Linked DNA regions of Mus musculus: regions 2, 3, 4, 5, 6 and 7 are each linked to region 1. The links are chromatin contacts, called in public ChIA-PET, HiChIP or PLAC-seq and promoter capture Hi-C maps. All regions are on one chromosome and are shown on one strand. The core of a region is the stretch at or near the end of the contact, and the rest is flanking DNA. Distances in the headings are between cores, read along the strand shown.

Evidence for each region. Promoter capture Hi-C pulls out the DNA fragments that hold promoters and counts their contacts. ChIA-PET counts read pairs in DNA pulled down with a chosen protein or histone mark. HiChIP or PLAC-seq counts read pairs in DNA pulled down with a chosen protein or histone mark. Capture Hi-C pulls out chosen DNA fragments and counts their contacts.
Region 2: a contact with region 1 is called in an H3K27ac HiChIP or PLAC-seq map of large pre-B cells, with 5 times the contacts expected there. The contact joins the enhancer-like site here to the promoter of Rab14 in region 1. A contact is called at or near these places in 2 of 39 promoter capture datasets (the C10 cell line and neutrophils), 2 of 484 Hi-C or Micro-C datasets (neural progenitor cells and neutrophils), 2 of 115 datasets of contacts at active chromatin or transcription factors (effector CD8 T cells and large pre-B cells) and 2 of 9 other capture datasets (adipose tissue and liver).
Region 3: a contact with region 1 is called in an RNA polymerase II ChIA-PET map of effector CD8 T cells, with 113 read pairs. The contact joins the promoter of Gapvd1 here to the promoter of Rab14 in region 1. A contact is called at or near these places in 5 of 39 promoter capture datasets (the C10 cell line, cranial neural crest, frontonasal cranial neural crest and 1 more), 5 of 115 datasets of contacts at active chromatin or transcription factors (effector CD8 T cells, large pre-B cells, memory CD8 T cells and 2 more) and 2 of 9 other capture datasets (adipose tissue and liver).
Region 4: a contact with region 1 is called in an RNA polymerase II ChIA-PET map of effector CD8 T cells, with 1,750 read pairs. The contact joins the promoter of Hspa5 here to the promoter of Rab14 in region 1. A contact is called at or near these places in 13 of 39 promoter capture datasets (the 3T3-L1 cell line, the C10 cell line, cranial neural crest and 8 more), 1 of 15 datasets of contacts at CTCF or cohesin (large pre-B cells), 6 of 484 Hi-C or Micro-C datasets (CD4 T cells, CD8 T cells, embryonic stem cells and 3 more), 15 of 115 datasets of contacts at active chromatin or transcription factors (the SCID.adh cell line, astrocytes, bone marrow-derived macrophages and 11 more) and 3 of 9 other capture datasets (adipose tissue, embryonic stem cells and liver).
Region 5: a contact with region 1 is called in a promoter capture Hi-C map of adipose tissue. The contact joins the promoter of Rabepk here to the promoter of Rab14 in region 1. A contact is called at or near these places in 5 of 39 promoter capture datasets (the C10 cell line, cranial neural crest, hippocampal neurons and 2 more), 9 of 115 datasets of contacts at active chromatin or transcription factors (the 230-238 cell line, embryonic basal ganglia, embryonic forebrain and 6 more) and 3 of 9 other capture datasets (adipose tissue, liver and pancreatic islet).
Region 6: a contact with region 1 is called in a promoter capture Hi-C map of embryonic stem cells, with 2.1 times the contacts expected there. The contact joins the promoter of Fbxw2 here to the promoter of Rab14 in region 1. A contact is called at or near these places in 21 of 39 promoter capture datasets (the 3T3-L1 cell line, 3T3-L1-derived adipocytes, the C10 cell line and 13 more), 6 of 115 datasets of contacts at active chromatin or transcription factors (acute myeloid leukemia, craniofacial prominence, embryonic basal ganglia and 3 more) and 2 of 9 other capture datasets (adipose tissue and liver).
Region 7: an RNA polymerase II ChIA-PET map of effector CD8 T cells shows a contact between it and region 1, with 493 read pairs. The contact joins the promoter of Psmd5 here to the promoter of Rab14 in region 1. A contact is called at or near these places in 11 of 39 promoter capture datasets (the HPC-7 cell line, cranial neural crest, embryonic stem cells and 6 more), 7 of 484 Hi-C or Micro-C datasets (CD4 T cells, cortical neurons, embryonic stem cells and 2 more), 5 of 115 datasets of contacts at active chromatin or transcription factors (astrocytes, effector CD8 T cells, embryonic stem cells and 1 more) and 4 of 9 other capture datasets (adipose tissue, embryonic stem cells, liver and 1 more).

The regions. Positions count from the first base shown.
Region 1 is chr2:35,199,849-35,202,381 of GRCm38.p6, reverse strand. It overlaps Rab14 (RAB14, member RAS oncogene family), which reads left to right and starts at 1,262. Exons shown (of 8, transcript NM_026697.4): 1 at 1,262-1,622.
Region 2 is chr2:34,708,905-34,711,437 of GRCm38.p6, reverse strand. Gapvd1 (GTPase activating protein and VPS9 domains 1) reads left to right here. Exons shown (of 27, transcript NM_001356441.1): 12 at 2,186-2,326. Among named protein-coding and RNA genes, the nearest start is that of Gapvd1, 45 kb to the left of the region's middle. Within about 2 kb of position 1,272, at least 7 of the 459 cell types and tissues checked have an H3K27ac peak or open chromatin away from gene starts, as enhancers often do.
Region 3 is chr2:34,753,962-34,756,494 of GRCm38.p6, reverse strand. Gapvd1 (GTPase activating protein and VPS9 domains 1) reads left to right here and starts at 1,263. Exons shown (of 27, transcript NM_001356441.1): 1 at 1,263-1,517; 2 at 1,936-2,229.
Region 4 is chr2:34,770,824-34,773,356 of GRCm38.p6, reverse strand. It overlaps Hspa5 (heat shock protein 5), which reads right to left and starts at 1,267. Exons shown (of 9, transcript NM_001163434.1): 1 at 1,211-1,267; 2 at 911-1,128; 3 at 567-798; 4 at 50-187. The coding sequence starts at 1,035.
Region 5 is chr2:34,798,647-34,801,179 of GRCm38.p6, reverse strand. It overlaps Rabepk (Rab9 effector protein with kelch motifs), which reads left to right and starts at 1,268. Exons shown (of 8, transcript NM_145522.4): 1 at 1,268-1,429. The coding sequence starts at 1,412.
Region 6 is chr2:34,824,971-34,827,503 of GRCm38.p6, reverse strand. It overlaps Fbxw2 (F-box and WD-40 domain protein 2), which reads left to right and starts at 1,269. Exons shown (of 8, transcript NM_013890.4): 1 at 1,269-1,332; 2 at 1,434-1,542. It also overlaps a transcript of Gm34653 not described here.
Region 7 is chr2:34,869,701-34,872,233 of GRCm38.p6, reverse strand. It overlaps Psmd5 (proteasome (prosome, macropain) 26S subunit, non-ATPase, 5), which reads left to right and starts at 1,272. Exons shown (of 10, transcript NM_080554.2): 1 at 1,272-1,484. The coding sequence starts at 1,312.

The sequences.
Region 1 (2,533 bases), core at 13-2,512:
AGGACCTGAGAAAGTAAATGACATGTATAAAACTGTTGTCTGTATCATGTATTTATCAAAACAAGAGATTTTCAAACTGCTATGTATTTTTCTAATGACATCTCACTTTCCTAAGGCAGAACCAGTTTACAACGAAAGGTTTTAAACGCTTAGAATTGCGACTTTTCTTTGGGGGTTCTGGAAAGGGCCATTTTATCCACTAGGCATGGTAGGGATAATGGTTACAGTCCATAGTCCCTTCAGAGACACACAAGATATGTACCAAATCCTTTAAAATCATGGGGGGAAACCTGGGTGTGATGGTGCATGTCTTTAACCATAACACGGGAATACAGAGACTGGCAAATCTCTGCAAGTTAGAGGCCACCCTGATTCACATAGTGAGTTCCAGGGGAACCAGAAGTACATACTGAAATCCTGTATTGAACCCCACTCCACTCCTCAAAAAAAATCAGGAGAAAAAAGGTCAACTTCTATGCTGAAAAAAAAAATTGCTTTGCTTTGCGTTATTAACATATCCATCCTTGTGGCAATGTAATTGTAAAATATAAATTAAACGTAAATGTAAGATAAATAACGTAAATGTCAAATAAATAATAAGATAAAAAAAGGAAATGTAAGATAAACGTAAATGTAAGATAAGTAAATCCACATCCAGGTTCTACAAGGCAAAAAGACGAAAGACCAAGAAAGTGAAACTGTTGCTTTCACCAAGGTGTCTTGGGAAGGTGGGAGTGGGAAGTGTCTTGGGAAGGTGGGAGTAAAAATGTCAAGTTTCCCTCTTCCTGTTGCTGGTGTCCGCAAAGCAAGGTTAAGCTAGACAAAGATGAAACACAAGAAAGGGCCACCTCCTAGCTACATGATTATACAAATGGGTTGGTCAATGTGAACCACCCTTTTGCCTCTGATGGCACGAGAAGCGTCTCTGGGTGTTGGCCAGCCTTGTTCCTACTAGTCTCCAATTGGTCTGTAAATGTTGAATAAATGCAGTAAATACGTGTGTGTTCCAGAAGCCGGTATACAGAGGCGGCCCAGTGATAAGCAGTTACGCGTATTAAAAATAGTTAGGTCTCTAACGGCGACAATTCTGGACAGACACTGTCAACCCTTAGAAAACAGCGTGCGAACCTGCGCAGTAACTCCGCCGGGAGGCGTGGCACACGACTACGCTTGCGCAGGCTCCTTTCCCCGCCTCCTTCAGGCGTGAGGACCAGTGGGGGCGGGCCGAGGCCGAGGCGGGTCTACTCCGGAGGGGCGAACTGACGAAGGGGCGTGGCCGTCAGGTTAGTCTCCACCACCCTCTTCCGGGCTCCGCTGGCTGCGCGCGCATCCTCCCCCCTTCTTTTGTGGTCCGGCCCATTGCGAGGGTGACAGGAAACCCTGTGCAGGGAGCGCCGCCATCTTGGGCCAGCCCGAGGAAGATCCTGAGGGAGCCGCAGGAGCAGCCGCCGCCGCCACCGCGACTGCCACCCGAGTGTCTGCAACCTCCGGCCAGCCCGCCTACCTGCCAGGGCCTCGGCTGACGGATTCCGGCCTCCCTCCCGCCGCGTCCGCCCTCCGCTTCCTCGTCCTGACGTCCCCCTCCCGTCCGGAAAGCTGCCCAGCCACCAGCAACCCCCCAGGTAACCAAGGCCTTCCGCAGGGGCCGCCGGAGCCAGCCTCCCAGCCCGGCCCTTCCAAGGGGCGGAGGCGAGCCGAGAGGTAGGCGGGCGGCGTCCCGGGCTGGGCCCCGCAGGCCGCGGCCAGCCCGGGGGTCGGCGGAGGGCGCCGGCCTGACAGGACTCCGCGGGGCGAGCTGTCGCCCGCGCCGTCCCGGGCGGCTCGCGCTCCCTGCCCGCAGCCGGGCTCCGAGGCGTGCAGGGAGGGTGTGTTCCCACCTCATCCGTCCGACCTGCGGGGCACAGCCGCGGCCTCCGCAGGCCCGAGTCTCGCCGCCTTTGCCCGCGGCTGTAGAACACCCCCGCAGTGTTGCCCCACGCGTGGCGCGCCGGCCTGCCACCCACGAGCCCCCAGCCGTGGCAGTCCCACCCTACAGGGCCTCAACAAAAGGCAGCGCTTCGGCGTCTCGGGCTGGCTCCCGTGTCCTTGTAAGCCACCGCTCTGTCGTCCCGGCTGAGGATTGGGCGTGTGGGACTGTGCGCGAGGTTCTCCGAATCCCTGTAAAGTCCCTGGCCAGCCTGCACTGGTTGGAACCTAGACAGCATCTAGAAAGAACGAAGGGAAAAAGTTTGGGCATCTCGAGAATTTGAGAAAAGACGATGGAACGGGAACGCTAAAACTCCAGTGTGTGCCAGACACGGGTTTAGGTGTCTTCACACATAGCTTGCTTGCTTCGAGTGCCTTTTGAGAGTTTTCCGCATTTTTTTAATAAGGGGCGAGGGACGGACCGAAGCCAGAAGTTGTCCTGTAGCTGAGTAATGATGGAACACAAATGATGGCTTCTCCCTATCCTGGCTGGTATGTTTTGTACTACAGTACATTCCACGAGGGCTGAGATACACAATACTGGATCGGTTCAGAGAGGAGACAACTG
Region 2 (2,533 bases), core at 23-2,522, 490 kb after region 1:
AACCTCCCCCTCCCCCAAAAAAAAGACAGATAAGTCTTTTGGGTTAATTTCCTGTCAAGTCTCTTTGGAGCATAGCATACGGTCTCCATTTGTAGTGAGCTTATTATCTTCTTGAGGCTAAAATCCCGAAGAAAACATAGCCTACTAGAATACTAAAGATCTTTAAAACGAGAGCTAGAGGTGTAAGGTGTAGCTATTGGTAGAGCACTAGGTGTGCGTGTGCGATGCTCTAAGAATCCCCCTCAAGCACCACAGAACCATAGAAGACGATGGAATGAGTTCATCTCTGCAAGCCTTAACTCAGTCGCAGAGGATAGCCAGGCTTTCCTTTGTAAAATGTCAGTTTATTGTGCTGTGACATTCAGAACCTTTTTAGAATATTGTTTTGTGAGTTCTGAAAGATTTCATACAGCCATATAATTACCATCTCCATTTTCTTTTTATGGAAAATATCAACCAAAGACAACAGGGAACTCATTGTACCTGGCCCTAAGCTTTAGCAACTAGACACACATGGCCAGTTTTGTTTTTCCATTCTTCCACTGTCCCTCTTCATGCCTAGACATGTTCCAGATATTCTTTTTTCTTTTAAAGTTTTATTTGTATTTCATGTGTATGCGTATCTGTATAAATATATGGGTACCACATATGTACCTTGTATCTGCAGAAGTCAAAAGAGAGCATTGGAACCAACCCCTGAAATTATCCTTATAGACACTGAGTCACTGTGAGCACTGTAACTGAGCCTGGGTCCTCTGCAAGCGCAGTAAGCGCTCTTAACTGCTGATTCACTCTGTAGGCCTTTATTTGCAGTTTGTTTAATCTGTAAAAGGTAGTTTTTACTTGTAACTATTCTCAAAATTTTTTCATGACCTGAAATAGTTATTCTTTTATTAGATTGAACCAAGTGTAGTATAGAATTCCCATCTGGAGTATTTTTTCTTCATTTTTATTTTTTATGTGTATGAGTGTTTGCCAACATATGTATCTGTGCACCACTTGTGTGTGGTAGCTTCAAAGGCCAGAATAGAATGTTGGATCCTCTGGCACGGGGGTTAGAGCTACTTGTGAACTGCTATGTAACTGCTGGGAGTTAGACCCAAGTCCCCTGAAAAGGAGGCAGTTTTTAACTGCTGAGCTGTCTCTTTTCATCATTATCTGTTAAACACAGGTATATAATAATATTCCATTCCTTTCACTTGTGTTTCAGTAGTGCATAGAGATTTCTCAATTGGCTTTGTATTACTCTTTCCACGTGCCAAAGCAGTATTGTTCTTGGCCACAAGCAGTATTTGCAGTTGGCTGAGTGCTATGAAGGAGCCATATAGTCTCTTGCAAATGTATTTAATGCTTTGAATTTGTGGCTATTAGGCTGGAAGAAAACATGTTTGGCTAATATAACTTTCTGTGGGTATGTTCTCCGGATTTTTATAGTCCCTGTAGGACTATAAATTTTATAAAGGTAAAAAGATATCAAGGACATAGGTAAGATTTGCTGAGAAACCTTGGTGAAAATAAATTGGCATGAGGACCTGGAGAGATGATTCGGTGGTTAAGAACACTGTCTGCTCTTCCAGAGGTCCTGAGTTTGATTTGTAGCAGCCACATGGTGGCCTACAACCATGCATAACATGATCTGATGCCCTCTTCAGGTGTGCAGATGTACATGTAGATAGAGTACTCATACATAAAGTAAATAAATCTTTTAAAAAAAAACCCCAAATTGACAGGAACCTAAAGATGTGTTTTCCCTGTGGAGAGATAGAGTTAAGCAGGAGGAACTTAATGAAAGGGAGGTTGTGGGGCTGGAGATTTCTTCCCAGATAGGAGTACTACACTTACTGCTCTTGCAGAGGAGAGGATCCAAGTTGAGTTTCTAGGATCTACATGGTGACTCACAGTTGGCTGTAACTCTAGTTCCAGGGTGTTTGATGCCTCTTCTGATCTGCTCCAGCTCCTACATGTGCATGGTGCACATAACTCAGGCACATATATACATATAGACTAAATATTTAAAACAAAATAATGAAAGAAAAGGAGGTTGTGCCAGTGTCCCCAACTGGGAACTTTGTGTTTTTAGTTTCGTGCTTAAATGAAATGATTGCTACCTCAGCCACTTTCCCGTGTTAAGAGTCTCTCTCCCCTCTTTGCTTTCTTTCTAACACTTTGCTCTCACTGGTTACAGGTGCAGCAGCAGAGAACGTGTTAGGTAGTTTGCTGTGCCTTCCAGGTTCAGGGTCAGTTCTCCTTGACCCTTGCACTGGCTCTACCATATCAGAGACCACAAGTGAAGCTTGGAGTGTAGAGGTATTGCCAAGTGACTCAGGTTGGTATGCTGTCATTGTTTACTTTTTCCTTCTGTAGAACTTTAATGTGTAAGGTGTCTTAATTTTTATGTTACGTGTATTTTGCCAAATGATATACATTTATATGTTTTTCTGTTTTGTTTTTTGAGACAGAGTCTGGCCCTGGCTGACTTTGAACTTAAAATCCTCCTTCCTCAATTTCTAAGTACTAGATTCTCAGACATTTA
Region 3 (2,533 bases), core at 14-2,513, 450 kb after region 1:
CCTTCCTCCCCTATGTGGGGTGTTTGGTGTCAAACTCTGGTGGTTCGGTTTGGTGGCAAATGCCTTTACTTGAAGGTTTCCTTTTGTGTCTTTGAAAGCCTTTCTTCAAGCTGGGCAGTGGTGGCACAAGCCTTTAATCCCAGCACTTGGGAGGCAGAGGCAGGTGGATTTTGTGCTCTGGAGCTCTGGAGCCTTTGAACACAATCTTCTGTTCAAGGGGGTTTTCCCTTATGCAGTCTACAAATTTTATATCCTCCCCCTCTCTTTTTCTGGATTTTTTTTCTTTTTCTTTTTCTTTTTCTTTTCCTTTTTTTTTTTTTTTTTTTTTTTAAACAAGATTTCTCTGTGTAGCACTGTCCTGGAACTTGCTCTGTAGACTAGGCTAGCCTTGAGATCTGCCTGCCTGTTTTTGCCTCCGCCTGCCTGTTTTTGCCTCTTGAGTGCTGGGATCCTGACTCATCTACCTTGGAATCTAGTCACAGCCAAATCTCTTTTCCTTTCTTTCTTTTCTTCTTTGGCCTTTTGAGACAGGGGCTCTGTATAATCCTGGTTATCCTGGAACTCTGAGATTGGTCTGATTTTGCCTTCCAACTGCTGGGATTAAAGTCATGGGCCACAAAACTCAGCCTAGGTCTTGATTTCTTAATTCAATATGGTCTCTTTCTCTGGAATCTCATAACACTTTGTAATTCTTCATAGCACTTTGTAATTTAGTTTATTGTTACAAAACTCAATCTATGGGAGATACTCTCCACTTTATATTGTAAATTGTATCCACTTGCTTTTTCATCTGGTTGGTGCTTTGTACAATGTAACAGACCCGACTGATAATCTTTAATTGAACTCTGTTGAATGGCAACATGGTACCAAAGACATTTTACTTGATACCCACAATGCTATTGTAACAAAGTAGCAAATAGGAAGCAAATTGTGACAAAAGAATTTCCTTTTGAGGCAGGGTCTCAAAGGATAGCTCCCGCTGGTCTAGACATCCTGTGTAGCTCAGGCTGGTTTAAACTTTTGTCTAATTCTGAGACATTTGCTTCAGCCTCCCAAAGGTTTTAGATTACAGGTGAGAGCTACCATGCTAGTTCAATTCTGATGATTTTTAAAGGAGGTGTATGGAAGACGGGTGGAAAGCTGTCTGGGATCTGATTTATGTTTGAATAGTTGGGAAGATGAGTTTTCACTTCCCCCTCCCCCCACCTTGGGGGCGGAGCATGAGACTCGTGGTGTTGCAGGATATATTCATTGTCTTCAATATTTTAAAGGGCTGTCAAGTGGGAACCAATTCTCCTTGCTTCCAGGCAGAATAACTACCTGCAAAGGGAGGAAAGACAAGGGAAGCAGATTTCAGCTCAGCAGAAGGCAGAACTTTCTAACATTTAGAGCTGTGCAACAGAGAGGAGCAGGCTGTACTCCTGAGAGGTAGTGAGCTGATACTGGAACATCCGAAACAGAAGTGAGACGTGGAGGCCATTCCTGCTTGGGTGGGAGCTGCACCGATGACCTTTAAGGTATGTTCTAGCTCTAAGGTTTCTGGGACTGTTCACTTCTGCTAACTTGACGCGTCCTTTCATTTTTTTTTTTTTTTTGAAAAAACAAAACCGACCTAAGCCTATTTAATGTAACACAGTTTACAGTTTATTTAATGTAATGTTATTTTTAAATAACACAGTTACAATAAAAATCGACAAAACGAGAAGTGGGAAATTATATTTATAAGTTAAAAATGAAGATACCGTCCAATTGGCATAGCTTTTAAGTGAAAGGGGAAGAGCGAGAGAGAGAGAGAGAGAGAGAGAGAGAGAGAGAGAGAGAGAGAGAGGAGAGAGAGAGAGAGAGAGAGAGAGAGAGAGAGAGAGAGAGGCTGGCTATTGGATGATGTTCCGAGCAAGAGAGGAGTGTCATTTTTCTTCCACCCGTCTTCTCTAGCACCAGGTACACGGAGACGTGAGGGCGGAGGATCGGCGTACAGGTCCTGGCAAGGCGGTTCGCGACCGGGAGCGGAAGGGCGGCCGTGGTCCGGACCACCGATCCCAGGGGCCCCCGCGGCGCCGCGCACGCGCACTGCTGAGGGGGCAGCGCCGCCGCAGGAGGCAGGGAAACCGACTGGCGATCTGTGGCGGCGGCTGGGCGGCGGTGGCAGTTCGCAGCGAGGGCGACGGCTCCGAGGCCGAGAGGCAGTCCAGCGAGGACCTGGGCGCCGTCCTCCGCATGACCTCACCGGTGAGTGCGCGTCCCCGGCCGGTCCGCACCGCGTGCCCCGCCGTCTGGCCTAGCACCGCAGCCCGCGCCTGACGGCCGCCCCGCCCCGGGCCCCGGGCCTGCCCCGTGCCCGGCGTCGCTCGGGTGGGAAGCCGCGCGGCCGGGCCCCGCGAGAGGGGTGGCGGCGTGCGGGTTCCGGCAGCCTGCCTGAGGCGGCGGGGACACAGGGCGCATGGGGGGGATGGGGTGGGAGCGCGACGGGGCGGGAAGGGGCGCAGTAGCGCGGGTCGCCTCTGTGGGCGTCCGGGGCAGGTGGGCAGCCGAG
Region 4 (2,533 bases), core at 18-2,517, 430 kb after region 1:
GGGGAGCAACAGCAATCAAACACTCAACACTGTTTCACACGTTATTCACCTTCTTTCCCAAATACGCCTCAGCAGTCTCCTTCATTTTAGTGAGAACCATGGCAGAAATTTCTTCTGGGGCAAATGTCTTGGTTTGCCCACCTCCAATATCAACTTGAATGTACGGTTTAGTTTTCTTTTCAACCACCTATGGCATAAAGTAATTTAAAGGTAATTTTTCCGAAGAGGAAACAATGACACCACAAACGATTTAAAAAAAAAAATCCATTTCCTCCCTCCCATAGCTTGATTCATCTCTGTCCCTTAGGGGGAAATCACAACTAAAACTGAGCACAGCTGTATTGTAGATAGATCGACAGTTTTAGTCTGTTTCAACTTCTAGACATTGTTAACAGTGTGTCATGTTTTATAACACACTAAAAACGACTAGATGTAAAACCGTTACATAAATTCCGAACACATTCTTTTAAGTCCTTTGAACAGTGTTTTTGGCCAAGTGGCAACCCCTAAATACTCCTATCACCCCAGCCGCCCCATTAGCATGAGAAAAAAAAAACGGGTCCGACCTTGAATGGCAAGAACTTGATGTCCTGCTGCACCGAAGGGTCATTCCAAGTGCGTCCGATGAGGCGCTTGGCATCGAAGACCGTGTTCTCGGGGTTGGACGTGAGTTGGTTCTTGGCCGCATCGCCAATCAGACGCTCCCCTTCAGGAGTGAAGGCCACATACGACGGCGTGATGCGGTTGCCCTGATCGTTGGCTATGATCTCCACGCGGCCGTTCTTGAACACACCGACGCTGACGGGGAAACCCCACAGAAAAGGAATCAGCACCTCACTTTCTCACGCTGGCCCCGGAGGCCACGCCCCACTCCTCCCCACCCCCTCCTCCTTCGACGGATACCACTTACCAGGAATAGGTGGTCCCCAAGTCGATGCCGACCACCGTGCCCACATCCTCCTTCTTGTCCTCCTCCTCGGCCCGCACCGCGCCCAGCAGCAGCAACGCCGCCGCCACCACAGTGAACTTCATCATGCCGGCGCTGAGGACCAGTCGCTCAGCAGTCAGGCAGGAGTCTTAGGAGTCCAGCAACAGGCTGTGGCCCCGAAACGCGACGACGGTTCTGGTCTGAGGGCGACAGGGGCCTCGGGGTCAGGAGGAGACACGAAGCAGACTCGGAGCAGGCCTAGCAGCAGGCCGCGGCGCTTACCTCACACACACGCAGAAGCCCAAGTGTCCAGGTCAGTGTTGTCTCGGCCAGTATCGAGCGCGCCGTCGCCGACTCGCCTTATATACCCTCCCCACAGCCCCGTCGTGGAGGCCTCCGATTGGTGAAGTCGCTACTCGTTGGAGGCCGCTGATTGGTCCATGCCACCAAGCTGGCTGCTGCCGATTCGAAGCGGCCTCCTCCGCAACTCACGTCATTGCTACGCCCCCCGGGCTGACTCATTGGCTACTGGTCATTCTTAACGGCCACCAATGAGAGGCAGCATCCGCCCTGAGCGCTGGTCCTATTGGTTCAGCAGCTGCCTGTCCTTCGGGTGACCTCTCACCCCGAGACCGTTTCCGCCGGTAACCGTTCAGGTCCTCCCCTCACGCCAGGCCCCCGGGGACTGGAGTGGGGTCTGCGTGTCAGTTCCCTCGGGGTCTCCTTTTCTGTCTCTCACTCTGAAGAAGTACGCGGCCTTTCTCCTCCTCGATTCCCCGCGTCCTGAGCTGCCCGGCCTCAGCTGTGATCGCCCTCCCCAGCCTCCACACGTTCTCGGATGTCCCAGAGTCCAGGCCCTGTTACTCGCCCGGCCTGCACGTCTCGAGCTGGGGCCTGATCTGGATTCTGCCTCGCTGAGAATCCTGGTGCTTCTCAGCTAACCGTGTTTCTCCTTCACCCCAAGGCTAGCCGTATGTGTCTTTCCAGGCCTTTCGAATCTTCCCTTTGCCGGGGTTAAGTCCCAGGATTGGCCTGGCCAATTGTAACCTATTCCCTTTCTCCGCCGCGGAGATTCAGTACTATGGTCAAACGAGCACTTTCCACCATGAGATGTATCTTTTCTTCTCTCTCTCTCTCTCTCTCTCTCTCTCTCTCTCTCTCGTAGCGCCTTATTGTTCGCTAACCTGTTCTAGCATAGCATTTCCATTTATGACACTGGTTATTATTTATAAGTCCTTCCTCTTTCCCTCTTCCTTCTTGACACCACCCTATTCGACTCTTGGAATAGGGCTGATAATGCTAAAGACGTTTAGCAGACAAAAAAGTCTTGCTGATGCTTTACTCTTTTATAATAGTATGTTGGGGGACAAACAAAACAAGTTACTACTTGAGCTTATTATGTACTTCATTGTTTTGTTTTATGTATTTTGAGAGGCATTGTACACAGGCCCAAGCTGGTCTATAACTACTGATCCTCCTATGTGTTTTCCATGTGTCATTTATTCATATTCAAGTCTTGGTACATTTTTCCCATTTTCCAGAAGAGACCATTGAGACCAAGAGCGATTAAATAGCTAGAATGGTCGATTGATAAGTGCTGAGAAT
Region 5 (2,533 bases), core at 19-2,518, 400 kb after region 1:
TTACATATAATAAATAAATCTTAAAAAAAAAAAAAAAAGAAAGCAGAGTGAGTGCATACCTCTAAATTCTTTGGCAGTCTATGGGAGCTTTCTGATAATTACAGGCAATCACAAAGACTCAGGTATTGGAAATATAATGGCAAAGTTGTGAAGAGAGCTGTAGCCCAATTTTACTTTGTCCATGAATTTTGGTTATATTTTCAAGTAACTAAATAAATAAATTGGAGTGGGAGCATTGTAAATCTTTTCTGTAAATCACAGCATTTGTATGGTGGAGGCAGCAGAATCAGGAGTTCAAGACCATCCTCAGGTATACAGTGAGATGGGAGGCAAGCCTGGACTGCATGAGACCCTGTCTCAAAATTAAAACCCAAGTTTTTCTTTTACTTGCACTAGTAAATTCTCTAGACAGCTGTGTTCCGATATTGCTATTCCCATTCTATCTATGAGTAAACTAGGGTTCAGAGAGGAGCAGACTCGTCAGACATTTCCCATTTAGTGCGGGAGCTTGTTTGAAGCCAGTCTGTCTTCCCTCTCCCACTAAAGACACACTACTTCTGTTTCTAGGCTGTCTTGAGTTCTGAGGGAAGTTAGTGAGCTCAGAGTATGGTACTCTGTTCACACATAGGCACATAGGCGAGCTATCTTTGTTTTAGGAAAGTCACGGGGCACCTATAGCTAGGACATAGATCAGAGAGGATGCAGATGAAGCTGTCAACAGAGGTAGTTTGTGTCTAGATAAAAATAATCACGGCTTTTACAAAGGACCAGCTCTGGGCCTCCATAAAAATTCCCGACTACAACCTCTATGGAAATCTTAAAATTTGTGTGTCGCTGAGAGAAGACACCAAAAGTATTAATAACTTTCCCCAAGAACATACAGTGTCAATGAACTTTTTATTCTTCAGCGTTTACAATAGGACCTCCTAGTTGTCCTTCGTGTTTAATCTCTCTGCTCAGCCTGTGAGCTCCCGGAAAGCCCAGGGCCTGTGGTCTGGAACGTGCTGTAACCACAAACAGCGATTATGGAAATAACCCGCTTTAGGATCCACAGTTTGAACCAACCTCAAACCTGCACAGGCAAAACCTAGCATCCTATGGCATGCAGGAAATCTCACTCGGGAGCCTGAAGCAGAATTCAAGGTCAGCCTGGCTTACGTGAGTTCCAACCCATCCTTCCCCTTCAGAAGTCACTACTAAGGACTGCTGTAACAAACTCCGTCGGGACCCGAAATTGGAGTTATGGACCGGATGCCAACCAGTACGCAGAGTTCCGGGAGGCCCTGACTAAGTTTGGCGCGTAGTCCCGGAGACCCGGAGGCGTAGAGCGGTTGGCCTGGACGCGCTTCCGGGACTGGGGAAGAGGACGGGCTCCTAAGCTCCGCCCCATGGGTGGAGCCACGTCCAGGACATGCGGGGGCTGCGGCAGGTAATAGGTGCTGGGCTGGAGGTCTCTTAAGGCAGTAGGCTTGAACTGGGTGGGAGGGGTAGTACCCATGGTCTCCGGCCGGTCAGTTTTGGGGAAAGCTGGCAGCCATTTCTCCCTGACCCCGACTTCTTTCGCGCGGAGATGTGGCCGGCAGAGGGGACGCAAAGGAGGTGGCTAGGAGAGTCCCCGCCACGCCGGCCCCTCTAAGCTCTGGGCTGACCCTGTGGTCATTAGCCTAGCCCGCTTGTGGGCCTCATCGGCCCAACTCTCCTTTAATTCCCTTTCTTCATTCGTTTGTCCTTCACTTCTACACTCTGCAGGTCCATTGGTAAGTTATCGGAATGAATCAGAAGGCCGGACATGCTAACATTTTGGAATCTAGTTTCGATACTTTTCTGTTACTTTTATTTTGAGACAAGTCTCACTGTGTAGCTCAAGCTGGCCTCTGCTGCCTCAAGCCTCTCTAGTGCCATGTAGTGCACCACCATGCCTGGCCGATTACAGACTTTTAAATAGATAGTTACATTCAGGGATGTAAGGGTGTAGTTCAATTGGTAGACTGCCTGCCTATCGAGAACTTAGCCCTGGGTTTGATCTCCAGAAGGCATAAAAAGGTATGGTGGTGTTTGCCTGTAATTCCAGCTTTTGGGAGGTGGCAGCAAGAGAAGCAGAAGTTCAGGGTCATCCTTGGCTACATAATGAGTGGGGGCTAGCCTAAGGTACATAAGACCGTGTCTCTAAATGAGTAATGAGTTTAAAAGAAAAGATAATTACGTTCAGAATGACTCCTGTAATATGGTGGTTAAATGGATACAGTCATATATATTGTGGTCTAAACCCAAGTCCTGATTAAGCCTTCCTGCCGAGGGTGTATGTGATGTATATTGCTAATCCCTGAGGCAGGAGCAGTAACTTGAGAGACTGGAAAGGGGTAATCTCTTTAAATAACCTTTGAAATTTTCTGGGACTTGAACCCAGAGCTTTGCCCATGCTAAACAGACACTCTACCACAGAGCCATGCCAACTCCTTGAAACTGGCTTTAAATATCCACTAGCAGTGTGAAAATTTACAGGAAGGAAAGATAGGGGCGGCAGTAATTACCA
Region 6 (2,533 bases), core at 20-2,519, 370 kb after region 1:
TTGAGTTCAAATCCCAGCAACCACACGGTAGCTCACAACCGCCTGTAATGAGACCTGACGCCCTCTTCTGGTGCGTCTGAAGACAGCTACAGTGTACTTATTTATAATAACAAATCTTTGGGACTGAGCGAGCGCCGGTCTCACATAGGGAGCGGGGTTGACCGGAGTGAGCAGAGGTCCTAAATTCAATTCCCATCATCCACATGAAGGCTCACAACTACAGCGTACTCATACGCATAAAATAAATAACTCTTAAAAAAAACCCTAGCCGGGCGTGGTGGCGCACGCCTTTAATCCCAGCACTCGGGAGGCAGAGGCAGGGGGATTTCTGAGTTCGAGGCCAACCTGGTCTACAAAGTGAGCTCCAGGACAGCCAGGGCTACACAGAGAAACCCTGTCTCGAAAACCCAAAAAAAAAAAAAAAAAAAAAAAAAAAACCCAAGGGAAACAAAAGCTTTAAATAGGAAAAACAAAAACAAACAAACCAAAAACTGGGCAATGATGGCGCACACCATTCATTAGTCCCAAGCTATTGGGAGAGGCAGGCAGATCTTTGAGTTCAAGACCAGCTTGGTCTACAGAGCGAGGTCCCGGTCAGCCAGAGTTACAGAAAAACCTTGTCCCATCAAACAGACAGGCAAAGCTTTCACACAGCAGCATTTATAGAGCTTCTTGCTTACCACTTCTATCTGGGGGGACTAAAGGCTTCACGCTAGTTAGCTGATATGTAACAAGCGCTTCGGAGAACAGCTGTCTCCGTGGCTAAGTGGCCACGTTTGGACAGCGTGCATGTATGTCCTGGGATTCGAGCTTAACCCAGCCCCTACCCAACTCCCTTACCATGTTTTGTCCTTGCTTCCTGCAGTATACTTTGTTATTTGTCCTGTCTTCCTCCTACGACTAGACATAGACCTCGCGCAGTTAGGGATTTGTTCAGCTGTGTCAGAATCGTGTTTGGGAGGTGCCAGGTGTCAATGGGCTGTTTGAATATCGTCACATGTGGATTTGGAGCCTTAGCCCTTTCTCTCCTGTGAAATATTACCCTAACTTGGTTAAAAAAAAAAAGTAGATGAGGAAAATAAACATTGTGCAAATCTAGAGGTCCACCTTGCTCAGGATCATAAGGTGTAAGCGCAGACGGTGGTACAGCACATGTTCGGCCCTTTTCCACAGTCGGGGCCATTCTTTCCCAGGTACTTGGAGGGCAGAGACGGAAGTAGAGCCGCTTCCGCCCGACGCTGGGCGCCGGAATGGCGCGCGGAGATGACGCAGCAGCACCGGAAGCCGCTCCCCTGTGAGGCTGCGGACCCAGAGCAGCGGCCGTAGGTCCAGGTCTGTATTTGCGATTGGCCGGGCCGGGCTGGACAGGAATCCCCAGCGCCCGCGGCGTTACTGACCCGCCGCCCCGGCCTGTTTTCTCCCTTTCCCCGCAGGCGCCATGGCTGTGGAGCGGACCCGGCCGCTGCGACGCTCTGGCGGCCCGAGCGCGCCTAGTCGGTGTGAGCCCGGCGCGAGGTCCCGGGCCCCGGGGCGCTCGCTCAGGTCAGTGCCGCGCGGAACACGGCTCCAGGAGCAGGGGACCAAGGGAGTCACGAACGGGCTGAGAGACTCGGAGTTAATTTTAGACAGGAAAATTAGAGCTAAGAGTTCCTGCCTTCTGGTGCTTCGGTTTTTCCTAGCCGCGAAACGAGTTAACATTGATGCCCCAAGGCTAGCACTTTAATTAATTAAAGATGATGAAATGTGGACAGGTGGTTTATAAAATGCAGAACGTAGTAGTATGTGTAGGAAGGCACCATGCTTGTGTGTATGCCTTGAAAACAGGTGTGTATTTGAGATGATGCTTCTTTTTAAAAGGGGAGAAATGACAGTATTAGTACTACATTATAACAGTAACTGGCATTTATTGTAGGCTTATAGTGTGCCAGATACTGTACAGAACGCTGTTTAACCCTAACAATCTTGTAGGTAAAACAGTACCAGGCGACAGTTTACAAGTGAGGAAATTTGGCTTGAAACACAAGAAATGATTTGCCCATGGTTACCCAACAAGTGAAATTTCAGAGCCCGTGTTTTATAAACATTATTTGTATTCTTTCAAAGGTTTAAAAGATTAGTCTCTAAATTAATGGCTTTTAGGCCAAGGGTGGTTGTGGACTCCAGCAGTCCCAGCACTCCAGTCTTGTGAATTGTGAGACCAGTCTGGGCTTCACTGCAAAAGCCTGTCTCAAAAAACAAAATAAAACAAAAAGCAAAACAAAAAGGAACAGTAAAAACAATTTTCTAAATATCACAAGCAAAAGGAGGAAAAGATCTTTACAATAGTGTAGTCACATGGTTTTAAATACAAAAAGATGTTTTGTTAAAAGGGACTTCATCCCTTTTCTTTCCAGTTCTCTCTTGAAGCAATATTTAATCAGCTTCCTCAATATTCACAGAATACTTTTCTGTACACATAATCCTCTGTGTAGACCAGACTGGCCTCAAACTCACAGAGCCTGCTTCTGCCTCCGAGGGCTGGGATTAAAGGCAT
Region 7 (2,533 bases), core at 23-2,522, 330 kb after region 1:
CATCTTTTTTTTTTTTTAAACTTCTTTTACAACTACTAAAAGTAGTATAAGGCTGCTGTGTTACTTAAGTGAGTTTTCTTTTTCAACGCAGGGAGCAAAGTGGTCAAATGTCTTCTTGATATAATTCCTGAATGTCTGGAAAATATTATGATCCAAGGGCTACAGAAAACAAGCCCCTGGGAGTTTGGAGGGCTGGGGAGGAGTCTGAATGCCTGGGACTTCTGTTCATAATCACCCACACCTTTAATTCAAGAGTTTTCTCTGCCAATTAGCTTCTAGGCTTCAAGGGTACGATAATCGTGAAGTAACGAAAAGAGAAGACAACGGTTAGTGACAGTTCTCCGTGTGTATGACATAAAATGGGGAAACGGGTAGTTTAACCTTTTCCAAAAGAGTGGGATTAGGGTCTTTGTAAAGTCGCAGAGTTTTATTGTTGTCACCTGAGTCCCTGACATGCACGCGCGAACACACATACAGATGGGCATCCCATCCTTAGTCTCCTCTAAGCTTCCTGGATTTTTGTCTCTTTCCGTAAAAGAACAGGAAGCCATGCGTTCCAAAACAGACTCATCTCCTTGGCACAGGGGACCAAATGAGGTCTACAACTCTGACCAGACATTCCAACGGCTTGAAATAGTTGGTTGTCAACTAGCTTTTAATGGTTCTTCTCCAACAACCCCGTGTTTCGCAGATGGCAGCGATTTTTAAGCTTCTCTCCCTCTCTCTCTCCTCTCTCTCTTTCACGAAATATATATAGCTTGTCCTTGACCACTGATTTCCATCAGACACTTCTGTGTGCATTTGGTCTCGGAGTCTGAGGCCAGCCCCTCCATGGCCTGCTCCTTCTCTCCGCACTAAATGCTATGTCTGTCCTTCGGTGATTACGTCACGCGCAGACTCTGGAAGATGCCGAAAACTTCCTGCACATCGGCCCCAAACTTCTCTTAATCAGGCCTTCCATTGGCTGACAGACGTCAAACCGGCGCCCCACGTCCAAGTTTTCGGGGACCATGTGCCTCATCTTGATGGCCACCTGGCCTCGGACTCGGGTTCAGTCATCCCGGTTCCGTCACGGAGGCCTCTGCGGAGAGCGTGCACAAAGCCTCTTGATCCCCTGGGCGGTCTCAGTCTCTTAGTCTCCCGGCACGCGCAAGACTCCGGGCCCCAAAGAAAGGGGCGGGGACCGCGTTGAGAAAGGATCTCGCGAGACTTGACAGATCTGCTGGGAGGCTTCGCTCCGTAAGATCTCGCGAGATTCAGAGAGGCGCTCTGGGAACCTAGTAGGTGGGCGGGCAGACGGGAGCCAGGGAGATGGCGGCGCAGGCTGTGTCGCTCCTGCGGGAGGTGGCGCGGCTGGAGGCGCCGCTGGAGGAGCTTCGTGCGCTGCAGTCAGTGGTGCAGGCTGTGCCGCTGCACGAGCTTCGCGAGCAGGCGGCGGAGCTACGCCTCCGCCCGCTGTTCTCCTTGCTTAACCAGAACAATCGGTGAGAGAAGCACCGGGCTTGGGCGGGTAGGGATGGCTGCAGGGGTCTTTCGGAGAAAAGTCCAGGTTGTCCAATTGCAAGATGTCCACAACTGTGTGTTGCCCGGGTCTTGACGGTTCTCCTCTCCGGAAGGAATCTTCTGCTGATATTGTGGCGGGGTCCACGGCACGCCTTTTAATTTCAGTATCCAGTGAATGCTTGTCCAGTGGAATTAAAATGTACGGAATAACAGATTTGTGAGACAGCAAAACTTTAAACTAGAAACAACCATATTAATAAATCATTAAGGACATAAATTATTGCTGCGTAACGTTGCGCGGCCGATCTGTGTATGTATGAAAGTGTTGAATGTAAAAAAAAAAAAAAAGGAAAATTGTAAAGCTTATGTGTAAATTAATCCACTATATACCCCTTACAAGCGAGAGTAAACTGCATAACCCAGGATTATATGTAGAAGTTATTAATGTGCAACTGGAATTAAAATGTTAGGATAGCAACTTTTGATGAATATGCATCTATAGCATTAAATTAGAAATGTCTTGTATTTGTTAACTTGATCATTTAATGTGCTTTTTGTATTTGAATTTTAATTTGAAAAGATAGTGAGCTCCAGTCAGTCAGCACTGAATGCTTTCAGTGCGCTTTCTTACCTCCCTTCTGCTACATCTCTTACTCCTGCTACGTCTGCTAAGTTGGTTTTAACAGTCAGTATTTTAGTGGTTATTTTCCTTTTCTGACTAGCCCTCACCCTGCAACCAGAACTAATGTCTCAGGTCAGTTGGCTTAGCTTGTCTGTGGAAATCATGATTGTATAGTTTGGTATTTGGGCCCTTCCTGGTAGCTTTCCAGTCTGCTTTTCCAGGCTACTCTCCTTCATTTACTCCACTGAGCGCATCTGTTCCACTACCGTGTTACCATCACTAACGTTCCTAGAGCATGACTTGGCACTTTCTGAACTCCTCTCACACCAGTTCTACTGACTGTGGACCCAGCCCATGTGCCACCTCCCCAAAAAAGTCTTTCTCCAGCTGCAAGTGGCTCTTCGTCAG